Regions from separate parts of the Sus scrofa genome. Here all the other regions are linked to region 1. The links are chromatin contacts, called in public Hi-C, HiChIP or PLAC-seq and promoter capture Hi-C maps. All regions are on one chromosome and are shown on one strand. Each heading gives the region's core, a stretch centred on a gene start, on an enhancer-like site or on the middle of the called end of the contact. The rest is flanking DNA. Distances are from core to core; before and after follow the strand shown. Region 1 holds the start of ATRAID (all-trans retinoic acid-induced differentiation factor). Region 2 holds the start of AGBL5 (cytosolic carboxypeptidase-like protein 5). Region 3 holds the start of FNDC4 (fibronectin type III domain-containing protein 4). Region 4 holds the start of PPM1G (protein phosphatase 1G).

The links. Promoter capture Hi-C pulls out the DNA fragments that hold promoters and counts their contacts. Hi-C and Micro-C count contacts between places; a contact is called where the count stands out from the background. HiChIP or PLAC-seq counts read pairs in DNA pulled down with a chosen protein or histone mark.
Region 2: a Hi-C map of liver shows a contact between it and region 1, with 11 times the contacts expected there. The contact joins the promoter of AGBL5 here to the promoter of ATRAID in region 1. A contact is called at or near these places in 1 of 5 promoter capture datasets (fetal liver), 1 of 47 Hi-C or Micro-C datasets (liver) and 1 of 2 datasets of contacts at active chromatin or transcription factors (alveolar macrophages).
Region 3: a contact with region 1 is called in a promoter capture Hi-C map of liver, with 4 times the contacts expected there. The contact joins the promoter of FNDC4 here to the promoter of ATRAID in region 1. A contact is called at or near these places in 1 of 5 promoter capture datasets (liver), 7 of 47 Hi-C or Micro-C datasets (heart right ventricle, liver and skeletal muscle) and 1 of 2 datasets of contacts at active chromatin or transcription factors (alveolar macrophages).
Region 4: a contact with region 1 is called in an H3K27ac HiChIP or PLAC-seq map of alveolar macrophages. The contact joins the promoter of PPM1G here to the promoter of ATRAID in region 1.

What each region holds. Positions count from the first base shown.
Region 1 is chr3:111,918,319-111,921,018 of Sscrofa11.1, forward strand. ATRAID (all-trans retinoic acid-induced differentiation factor) reads right to left here and starts at 1,448. Exons shown (of 8, transcript XM_003125294.4): 1 at 1,191-1,448; 2 at 361-482. The coding sequence starts at 1,289. It overlaps SLC5A6 (sodium-dependent multivitamin transporter), which reads left to right and starts at 985. Exons shown (of 18, transcript XM_021087700.1): 1 at 985-1,029; 2 at 2,125-2,191.
Region 2 is chr3:112,065,559-112,068,258 of Sscrofa11.1, forward strand. It overlaps AGBL5 (cytosolic carboxypeptidase-like protein 5), which reads right to left and starts at 1,389. Exons shown (of 16, transcript XM_021087715.1): 1 at 850-1,389; 2 at 57-197. TRNAA-AGC (a tRNA gene) reads right to left here and starts at 402; the gene lies at 330-402. TRNAY-GUA (a tRNA gene) reads right to left here and starts at 807; the gene lies at 719-807.
Region 3 is chr3:111,676,160-111,678,859 of Sscrofa11.1, forward strand. It overlaps FNDC4 (fibronectin type III domain-containing protein 4), which reads left to right and starts at 1,410. Exons shown (of 7, transcript XM_003481268.4): 1 at 1,410-2,700. GCKR (glucokinase regulatory protein) reads right to left here. Exons shown (of 20, transcript XM_021087679.1): 3 at 1-135.
Region 4 is chr3:111,746,624-111,749,323 of Sscrofa11.1, forward strand. PPM1G (protein phosphatase 1G) reads left to right here and starts at 1,389. Exons shown (of 10, transcript XM_005655254.3): 1 at 1,389-1,789. The coding sequence starts at 1,670.

The DNA.
Region 1 (2,700 bases), core at 198-2,697:
AAGAGAACAAAATCATATCACATAGTGTCCTGGAGGCCAAAGAAGTCATTTCTTGGAGACACATAGTAAATGAGCCAAAGAGCTGATAATAAAGAAAGAATTTTTTTTTTAAACAAAGCCATAAAGACTTTTAAAAAAGAAAAGGCAAATATTACGACATTTACTCATTTCAACCAGGAAGCGCCACAGGGTAGTTTACTTAGCCAAAAATGCTATAACAGATTTAAAGTCTGAGACTCATAGTTTAGAGGCCTCCAAAATAGGTACCAATAGTTATCCTAAAAGCCAATCAGGCAAGCGTTGAAGAATCCAGTTTGGGAACTCTTTTCCAATATCCAGAGATGTCTTCTCCTTCCTCACCCCAGGATGGTGCCCTTCCCATTCAGGCAGCAGCGGCCTTGCAGCATTAGCTCTGGTGTCTGTTTACAATAAAGGGCCACTTCTGACAAATTTTGCACATCCCCTGGACACTGGATGCATATCTGCAGAAGAGATAAAACTATTAGGACTCCAGAAAGAAAAGCCAAGGGAAAAGAACAAAAACAAAAACAAAAACAAAACAGGGACCAAAAATTAACTGCCAGTCTAGAATTCCTCTAACTCAGGGCATAGACGTGTCCTACCTTTACGTCAGATTTACTAGAAGACAGCGTTTCTGGAGCCAGGTGCCAAAACAGGGCACCAGAGAATTTCTGTACCAGATCTCATCCAGGGAAGGACCTCATCTTTGAGAATTACTATTGGAACATATTTATTATGCCCTCTCCAATGACTTCTCAATCTGCCAGCCGCGATTTGACCGGGTATAAAAGGACTGCAGGTACACAAAGATCTCATCAAGCATAACAGAACGTACAGTCCAGCCACCGCAGGGTATACGGCGTTCGTGCGTCGTGATTTTGCAGAATAACCAGAGGACTTGTTGGTAGAAAGAAAAACTTAAAAGTTACTCAAACATTGAGGAGGGAGGAGGTCAAATTTCAAAGGTCTTTGGACATCGGCAGCGCGGAGGCGCTGGGAGACAGCAGCGTGAGTACTCCGGCGTGGAGCCGTGGAGCCGACTGGGTTACGCTAGGGAGGCCCCAGGGACGAAATCCGGGCTGCGGGCTGGCAGGGGAGAGGCCAAGAGGGGAGAGCCGAGGGCCGGCGAGCAACTCTGTTTCAACCCAGCCTCTAATTTGCTTCAGTACCTCGGGTAACGCCAAAGCCCTTGGCACGCTCAGAACGAGGAGCAGGGCTGCAGCCCGGGGCACCAAGCTCGAGGGACTGCGGAAACCGGGACGGGCCATTTTCTGCTCCCTCCGTCCTTCTCAGCTGATCGCGAGACTTGAGCGTGTGGCCCCGCCCCCACCGCCTCTGGCCCTTCCCGGGGGTGTGGCTAGTTGAGCGGTCCGTCGGCCCGGCCAGTCAGCCGGCTCGGCCAGTCCGCCGGCTGGGGGTTGCCGTAGCGCGCGGAGGCCAGCGCTCTTCTTTGTGGGCCTTCGTCCTCCTTTGGGGGGCCAGACCGCCCCTTCTTTTCCCTGTTACATGAAGGCTCTCCCCACGACCGCTCTCTCAGCCCCGCGTTCCTCCAGCCTGGACGCCGAGGTCGCGTCGCCGCAGCGCCTTGGGGCCGATTCTTCCGCCCTCAGTAAACATGGCGGCGCGGCGGGGGCGGGCAGGGGGCGGGACCCTGCTGTCACCCGGCCAGGCGCGGCGGGACCGGCCCGGACCCTCCTGCGGAGACCCGGCAGGTGGGCGGGACGAGGGCGGGCCGCAAGGGGCTGGGCCGGAGCATAGAGGCTCAGGAGAGTGGCGTAGGGAGGGGAGGGGCGGGAGAGAAGGGGCGGGATGAGTCGGCCCCGAGCGTGGTGGCCCGGGAAGATCGGAGGTGCCCCGGGCGAGGTGGTAGTGGTCCCGCCGCCTCGCCTGTGGAGGGGAGGAGAGAAGCTAGAAAGTAAAGAGGGTAAGGGAGATGGAGGAGCGAAGGGCTAAGGGCAAACCCCCTGGGAGGAGAGGAGCCTGGGGACACCCGAGGCACGCTTTTTCACCTCCGTCCTGAAACCACGCGGTGTCTGGTGCCCTGGCAGGGAGATAGGGGAAGGCGAGATGCTTCCCTAATTCCTCATCTTCTTTGTTTGCCAGAAAAAAAGAGTGATGCAGAACTCGGGAAGAACCACGGGACCTTCTTAGCCTTGGCTGGGCGGCGGAGGTAAGGGTAAGACGAGTGCTGTACCTGGTTGGCCCTGGGGCCTTGACTGAAGGGCACCGAGAGTGAGAGCGAGCCGTGTGCTGGGAGGGACTGAGTGTTGGCTTTGGTTAGGGCCATCAGGAGTTCATCAAAGCTAACCAACGCTTATCTTAAGGAGCCAGGCTTCCCTTCCACCTAGCCCCAGGTGTCAGGAAGCTTCTGAAAGGATTTCCTCTCAGAGGGCTGGCACATTTTCTAAGGCTTTTGTAGTTACTAGGATTTTAATGAGGACCCTAAAGCTTTTCAGACCTTGAAGAATTCTAGGCACGAGGTCAAATTTTGAAGCCCTAGGAAGGTTGGTCCCAAAGTGGCCCCTTTGCCTTTTGTAGGAGTCAAAGCCATCCAGTTTGTGACCAGGGGGGGGGGGGGCATGGTTAAGGTGGTGAAAATTGAGTCTCTTTCTCGTCTGTGTATGTTAGACTTTTTAAAAGGGTCCCACAGGCAGCTTCTTGTGCCCTATGTGCCAGTTT
Region 2 (2,700 bases), core at 139-2,638, 150 kb after region 1:
AAGGCTCGCTGCCATTGGTCAGCACGCCGGGGTTGCCTCGCACGTTTGGCGGGTACCTGAGCCGGTACCGTTTACGGGACTCCGCCCGCAGGCCGGGCGGGAGGGTTCCGCCCGCGTCTTCGTAGAAGGCAGTTAACGGACTGCCCGCCGGGAGGAGGAAAAGACAAAGTCACCAAGAAGGGCACCGGAAGACTCATCTGCAAAAATAAAAGGACCGTATGCGAATCCAAGCATTGCCTACTGTACTATTCTGTGAATTATGAAACGCCCACCTAGTCCACCCTCTCCTAAGGTTTAGGGATTCTCCAACGCGTAGAGCAAAAACCGAGTGGAGGATGCGGGCATCGATCCCGCTACCTCTCGCATGCTAAGCGAGCGCTCTACCATTTGAGCTAATCCCCCGGCTGCTGCTGAAGTCCTTCCCTTTGCCTTACAGGTTGTTCTGGGGTGTCCACTGACAAGAGCACCCACTATAATTCAGAATATTCGTTCAGTTCTCGAGTGCAGTGGAGCCAGTGCAGTGGTATCACTGCAAGATTTTTTAAAGCAAGCATATAATAATTACACGCAAGCAATAATAAGGCCTACGTAACTTACAAGAGAGCGTGCTGAGTACTTGCTGCATACATGCACGGAGCAGCGGCAGTGCTCATTCAAACATTCTAGGTAAAGCCTTTTTTCCCGAAACGGGTAGGGGTTTAAAAAACGTCAGACGAAGTCCTTCGAGCCGGAATCGAACCAGCGACCTAAGGATTGCCAGGGGTAATCCACTACAGTCCTCCGCTCTACCAACTGAGCTATCGAAGGCTCCGCTGTTTCCCAAAGCTGCGGATGTCCTCTAATACTTACCAAGATCGCACTCCTTCAGGGTCTCAATGGTTTTCCCGTGCCCTGGTCTCCAGCTCCTCTAGGCTGCACAGAACAGAGGAAGCCGGAGACAGAGGCGCGAGCAATGGAAGCTGCCAAAGGAGCCACTTTCCAGCCCTAGACGAAGGAAACACCGGCAATACACTTCCGTTTCCTTGCTTTTTACGAAGCGATACCCCCACCCCTCACGCGCGGTGGCTTCTACAGAACTGCGGACGCTTAGAGATCTGGCCTACAACCCTGACTTCTGGACCCCATTTCTCGGGTGGGGCGGGTACGCACAGGTGGTCAAAAATCTCCCCGCGCCGGCCGGGTTTGCAAACCCCGACGGCTTACGTTAGCTATTTCCGCCCCTCGTTTCCCTCGGGTTTCTCCGGAGGCGCCAATAATATCCTACTGCCTTCCTGATGTGAAGGACATTCATTCAGTCGATTACCCCACGTTTGTCAGGATCTCTTCCGCCTGAGAGCAGGAAAGATACAAACCACGGAGCTGCAGGAGACGAGCCGGGCGGCGCAGCAGTGTTGCGCTGGACGCCAGGGATTAACCACTGCGGGCGGGGCCCTAAACCCGGCAGGGAGTCGGGCGGCTCAGTTCCACCCGGCCCCCTCCCCTGCCCGCCTCACACCTGCACCTCTCTCTTTCGGGGACTGCATGCCAGCGGCCCACAATCCTTTGACCAACCAAAGGCTCCTGGGGTTTTAAAACAAAGAAACAAACCTAAACCCCAGCTAGAGCGTGGAGTTTTGCTTCGCGATGTGGCGGGGTGCGTGTTCGGGGAGACCTGCTCTCCATTGCCAGCTCTGCGGCAACTGTTTATGCTACCTGGAATCACAGTCGCCCGGGCAGATCCAGGTCGGGCGATGATTTCAAGCCCCTTGTAGCTCCGATATTTTATGGGGTCTCTCCGGCTGAGCTTTAAATCGGAGGTTTCACTGACCACAACACGAGGTTCACCTTGGGCCCATCCGCAAAGCAGGAGATGAATATTTTCGCATTGATGTACCGCTATAACTTTATTCTGCCGCTGCAAATGCTACCATTGTGTCTGAGAGCGTTAACTTGGGGTAGTTTTCTCGGAGCGGTGTTTAGCGCTCTCACCCTTGTTCTTGAGGGGAGGCCGGGGCTGGAAAGCAGAACATATTTAATTAGGTTGCTTTGGGTTGTTTTTGTTTGTTTGAGCGAAATTCACATAACAGTTCTAAAGTATGACCTATTCAAAAGCAGGAACAATTCAGTGGCATTTGGTGCGTTCTCCATGTTGTGCAAATGATCACCCTCTCTAGCTGAAAAACTTTTAAAAAATCACCGTAGAAGAACACCGGGTGTGCAGGTCACCCAGCCCCTGGGAACAGGTCATCCACATTCTGTCTTCAGGAATTTGCCTTTTCTGGAGATTTCATATATAAGAAATCATAAACGATGTGGCCTTTGGTGTCTAATTCCTTTCACTTTAAAAAATTGAAGGGTAGTTGATTTACAATGTTGTGTTAGGTTCGAGTGTACAGCAGAGTGATTCAGAATATATATATATAACAATATGAGTATTGCTCCCTGTGCTATAGTAAGGGAGTTGGTAAGTCCTTGTTACCTATCTATTTTTAGCATAATATCATAATATCATATGATTATCATAATATTTCGAGACATCCAAATGGTGGCATGTATCAGTACTCCGTCCCTTTGTACAGCTAAATAATATTTCATTCCTTTGTTTATCTGTTCTTCTGCTTATGGATCTCTAGGCTATTTAATCCTTTTGTCTTTTATGAATAGCAGTGCTATAAACATTGGTGTACAAGTTTCTGTGTGTTTTCATTTCTCTTGGTGTAC
Region 3 (2,700 bases), core at 160-2,659, 240 kb before region 1:
CCCCTCCTCCTGGAAGATCTCAGCATCACACTGCCCCAGCAATCGAACAATCTCCTTGGCATCTGCTTTGTCCAGGTCCTGGGTCAGTGGGTTTGACTTCTCCGTGATTGGCAGGGCTGCCTCATACCCGGACAACTAGAGGGAGGGGGTGGACAAGGTTACAGGCAGGGAGCAAAGCCTCATTCAGGCCTGCGGAATTGGAGGTGGGAGTGGCCGTGGGCTCAGTGCTAGGACTTACACACACACACACACACACACACACACACACACAGCATTTAGCCTGCACTTGGTACTCTGGGCCTATTAGGGAAAGAAGATCAGTGTAAATCAACCACACTTTAATAAAAAGAAAAAAGAAAGAAGACCAGGAAGGAAGATGGGAAGGAGAAGGGGGGGAGCAGAAACCTGGGGTGGAGGGAAGTCCCGATGAGACAGGATTCTAGGAATCAGCCCAGAAGGCCAACAGGAAGAAAGGGTCTCACCTCCCACTTGCCAGGCTCCGGGGTCTCAATCACATGTTGAAAGCGTTTTGTGCCTGGCATGGTCCAATGCTGTGGACACACCGTCGAGCCTGCCTCTCCAGCCACAAAACCCCTTCTGTCCCACTGACTCTGCTTCCAGCTGGCAGGCCCTTATCTGAGCCACAGTGATGATTAACCCAAGTACCCTGGCCTCTCTGAGCACCACCCCCTCTGAGCACTTCTGCCTTCACCCTTTCCTGGTCACTAGGCCCCCAGCTCTCTGGCCACCCCAGAGGAGTTCCTGAGGTCCCCCTTTGCAGGCACCCGGAAAGGGGACAGCCTCTGCTTTGCCCCTGAAGAGGAAGACTGGAGGTTCATTACTCCTGCCCAACAGACCATGTCGTCTTCTCTGGAAGGCCTGGAGCCTAGAAAGACAATACCCAGATCCAGGGCAAAAAGAACCCTGGGCATGCATGCTCCAGAACCAGGATGCATCAGGAGGCCAGAGATCAGGGTTCTCAGGGTCAGCAGAGGTCGGAGGACCTGGAGCATGGCTTGATCACATGCTCAGCACACACAATCCTTCCTGCCCTACTTGCCCCATTCCCCTCTCCTCTCAGAAGGAAAGCAACAGAAGCTTCAGAGCCCCAGGGGGGCACACACTGAAGTGCCCCAGAAATAGCTATACTGCAATGAGAATTAGAAAGTATCTGCCCTAAATACAACTTTAGCCAACATTTATTTACTGAACAATGCTTCTCACATACAGTATCTCATTAGATACAATAACACTAAGAAGATGATATTTAAAAGAATGAAATTAACACCATTGGCAGCAACATGGGTGGACCTAGAGAGTCTCATACTAAGTGAAGCCACTCAAAGACAAAGACAAATACCAGACAATACCATTTATAGGTGGAATCTTAAAAAAAAATGATCCAAACGAACTTATTTACAAAACAGAAATAGACATAGAAAACAAACTTATGATTACCAAAGGGAAAAGGGGGGAAGAAGGGATAAACTAGAATTTTGAGATTAACAGATACACCCCACTATATGTCAAAGAGACAAACAACAAGGACCTACTGTACAGCACAGGGAACTATTTTCACTATTTGTCATAACCTATAACGGATAATAGATAAAAAAAATACATACATATAGATACAGATATAGCGGAATCATTTTGCCGCACACCTGAAACTAATACGGTATCGTAAATCAACTATACTTCAATTTTCAGATGATGAAACTGAAGCTCCGTGAAGTTAGGTCAGTTGGTGAAGATCACACAGCTGACAGAATTGGGACCTATACCCAAGTTCTCCCTCCAGATCTCATGCTCAGCCAAAGCATGAAATAACTGAAGGATTTCCATGTTTATTGAATGAAGTAATTGACAAACTGGTGAAAATGAATAACAATCTCTCATCCACACAGGGTTGTAAGATTGATAAAGCCCATTCCCCAACATTGTCTCATCTGATCCTCACAACAGCCCTGTAAGGATCTGCACGCTCTGATTTACAGTGGGAAAACCTAAGACTTACATTAACCTATTTGTCCAAGGCCACACTAAAGTAAGTCGCAGAGCTAGAACAAGAAACAGGTCGTTGCTCTTTAAATTTCCCCTATAAACCCAGCACACTTAATGACAGCTGAATCGGCAACTTTGAACATGTCAGACGCTCAATAAATATTTGCCTAATAAATGAAGGAACGAATGAGAGAATGAAGGGAATCAATATCAGGTTATGAATGGGGAAGACACTTAAAAGCTGACGCAGTCTACAAGTAGGAGATTGTCAAAATAATTATTATCTCCATCACTCTGTCCCCTCCCGCACCGGGGGTGGAATTCCTCTTCCCAACTTGGCTAATTCCATCTGGGGAGGGAGGGGCCTCCCAGGTGCCCGAGACCCTCGCACCTGCGCCTCTCCCGACGCCCCCTCCCCCTCTGCCGCCGGGGCTCCTCGGATGGTGCCGGGATCAGAAGGGATGGGGGCCAATGAGAGGGTCGTGGGAGGAGCCCCGAAAGAACCGGGTTGGGGGGGCGGTGATGACGGCGGTGAGAACCCCAGCGGGGCGGGGCGGGTCTGCAAGTCCCGGCCGGGCTGCGGCGGAGCGACCCGGGCCAGCTCTGCAGAAGGCGGCGGCTGGCTTCCCGGGACGGTCACATCTCGCTGCAGGAGCCCGGCGGAGGCAGCCGCACTGCCTCCCGCCCGGGGCACCC
Region 4 (2,700 bases), core at 139-2,638, 170 kb before region 1:
GAGCAAGGCCAGGGATTGAACCTGAGTCCTCATGGGTGCTAGTCGGATTCGTTAAACATTGAGCCGCGACGGGACCTCGAGGTGTTATTTATTTTTATTGTATTTCTATTACTTTGGGAGACTGACCTAAGAAAACATCGGTATGGTTGATGTCAGAGAATGTTTTGCCTCCATTCTCTTCTAGGAATTTTATGGTGTCATGTCTTATGTTTACATCTGTAAGCCATCTTGAGTTTATTTTTGTGCATGGTGTTTTCTAGTTTCATTGATTTACATTCGGCTATCCAGTTTTCCCAGCACCACTTGCTGAAGAGACTTGTCTTTCCCCCGTTTTATTTTTATTTATTTTGGTAGAACAAGAAGTTTATTACTCCCACTCAGTGGTTCCTGAGGGCTTTGATGTTTCCCCCACTTTATATTCTTTTAATTTTTTTGTCTTTTTAGGGCCCCACACGTGGCATATGGAAGTTTCCAGGCTAGGGGTCCAAACTGAGCTTCAGCTGCCGGCCTACACCACAGCCACGCAGGATCCAAGGTGTGTTTTCGATCTACACCTCATGGCAACACCAGATCCTTTTATTATATAAATTTTTTGGGGGGGGCACCCCATATGTATATGGAAGTTCCCGGGCTAGGGGTTGAATTGGAGCTGCAGCTGCCAGCCTACACCACAGCCACAGCAATCCTGGATCCAAGCTGCATCTTCCACCTACACCACAGCTCAAGGCAATGCCAGAATACCAGATCGTTAATCTGGTTAGTGAGGCCAGGGATCGAACCAGCATCCTCATGGATCCTAGTCGCGTTCGTTAACCACCAAGGGAACTCCTTCCATTTTTATATTCTTACCCCCTTTGTGGGTCTTAACTGATGTGTCTGGGTTTATTTCTGCGCTCTGTTTTGCTCCACTGATCCTTTCATCTCTTTTTGTACCAGTATCACACTCCCTTGATTACCGTAGGTTTCTATCTCTTACTCTCCTCTGATTTCATCCCGACCAGCACAGACGTCATAGATCAAGGTCTTCATTTTCTTTGTCAAAAAGACTCACATCCCACTGGCACAGACCTCACAAGGCCTGGCCAGGATACTTCATGCTCTCAGAACAAATACTAGCCAACTTTAAGTCAACCTTTTCGGGCGCGGTTCGCAGAGTCTGCGGGCGCGGAGGGGAGACAGGGAGCTGACACGCTGGAGGATGGACCGGAAGCCCCAGGTCCCAAACAAAAGAGCTCAGGCAAAACGCGAGGCCAGGAGAAGAGGCGGGGGACAGGGTGGCAGAGCTGGAGGCAACGCGCAGCCCACGGGGACGGCCCAAGCAGGCCGCGGCCGTTGGTGGGCGTGGCCGCGCCAGTCTCGCGGGAGCGGCGGTTGGGCGGGCCGTTGTCCCCGCGGGCGGGGCGAGTTGCTAAGGAAATGACTACCCGCGGCGCGGCGCCGTGCCGCGCCGCGCCGGCCGGGCGGGGTCTGAAGCGGTGCCGTTTCCGTTTCCGCTCCCTCTCTGCTCCCGTCCCGTTACCGCCTCCTGGCCCGCCTCGCGCCTTTCACCGGCACCTTGCGTCGGCCGCGCAGTCTAGCCCGCTCCTGCCACGCGCGCCCCCGGGGCTCCGGCTCCGGCACGGGTCGCGCCCCACTCGCCTTCCCCTGAGGTCGCCGGTCAGCCGCCGCCATGGGTGCCTACCTCTCCCAGCCCAACACGGTGAAGTGCTCTGGGGACGGGGTCGGCGCCTCGCGCCTGCCGCTGCCCTACGGCTTCTCCGCCATGCAAGGCTGGCGCGTCTCCATGGAGGTGAGGCGGGAGGGGCCCATAGGCTGGCGACTGCAGGGCGGGAACCCGACGGAGAAAGGGAGCGGGGGGATGGGGTCATCCTCGGGGAAGGGTCCGAATCGAGATCCTGCGACCGGAGCAGCAATCTGGGGGGCGACAGCGAGAGCGGGGCCGAGGCAGCGAGAGAGCTGCCGGTGCTAGGGAACCGTGTGCCGGTGGCCACCTTGGCGGTGAGGGCTCGGCCATGTGGGGAGAGGCACCTTCCGCCCACTGACCGACGTCCCCGTGCCTTCGCGCCATCCTCTCGTGCTAACCCAGCCTTCCAGGCTCGCAAACGGTGTGAGGTTTAGTGTGGGAGTGAAGATGAAAAGGGACTATCCATTGATTTTGCTAGGGAGAGGGGGATAGATGTGAATGAGTGTACTTAAAAAAAAAAAAAAGAAGTGATGTGAGAGGGTTCTTTGGACGAGGAGTTTGACAGTGAAAGGAAGCCGGGTAAATGGTCTGTTTCAAATTCTTAATACCTAGTTGCCTGGCCCTGGGCACCACAAATTAATTTCGGAGGTTTGACTTGACTTGCAAGAATTGTCTCTTGTTTGTTTCAGGGCCTTTCATGGCCTTTGGAAAACTTGAATTGTGTCCATCACGATAATTTCTTTTTTTATAATGCTTGATTTTCTTTTTTTCCTCACTCGGGGTTTCTCTAAAACTTGGTACTTGTCTTTTGCCTGTGCTTGTTGTAGTTTATAGTTTCCTTGATTTTCAACAATTTCATCAACTTTTTGTCTTAACGTACAGAGAACTCTTTTTCTTTCATAGAAAATTTTGCTATGGAAAAATTCTGGAGAAAAAGGCATAGTATTGGGCAACTGTATGGGAAACTGCAAAGGAGAATGGAGAAAACTATGGTAGGAAGGGAAGGGGGAAAGACG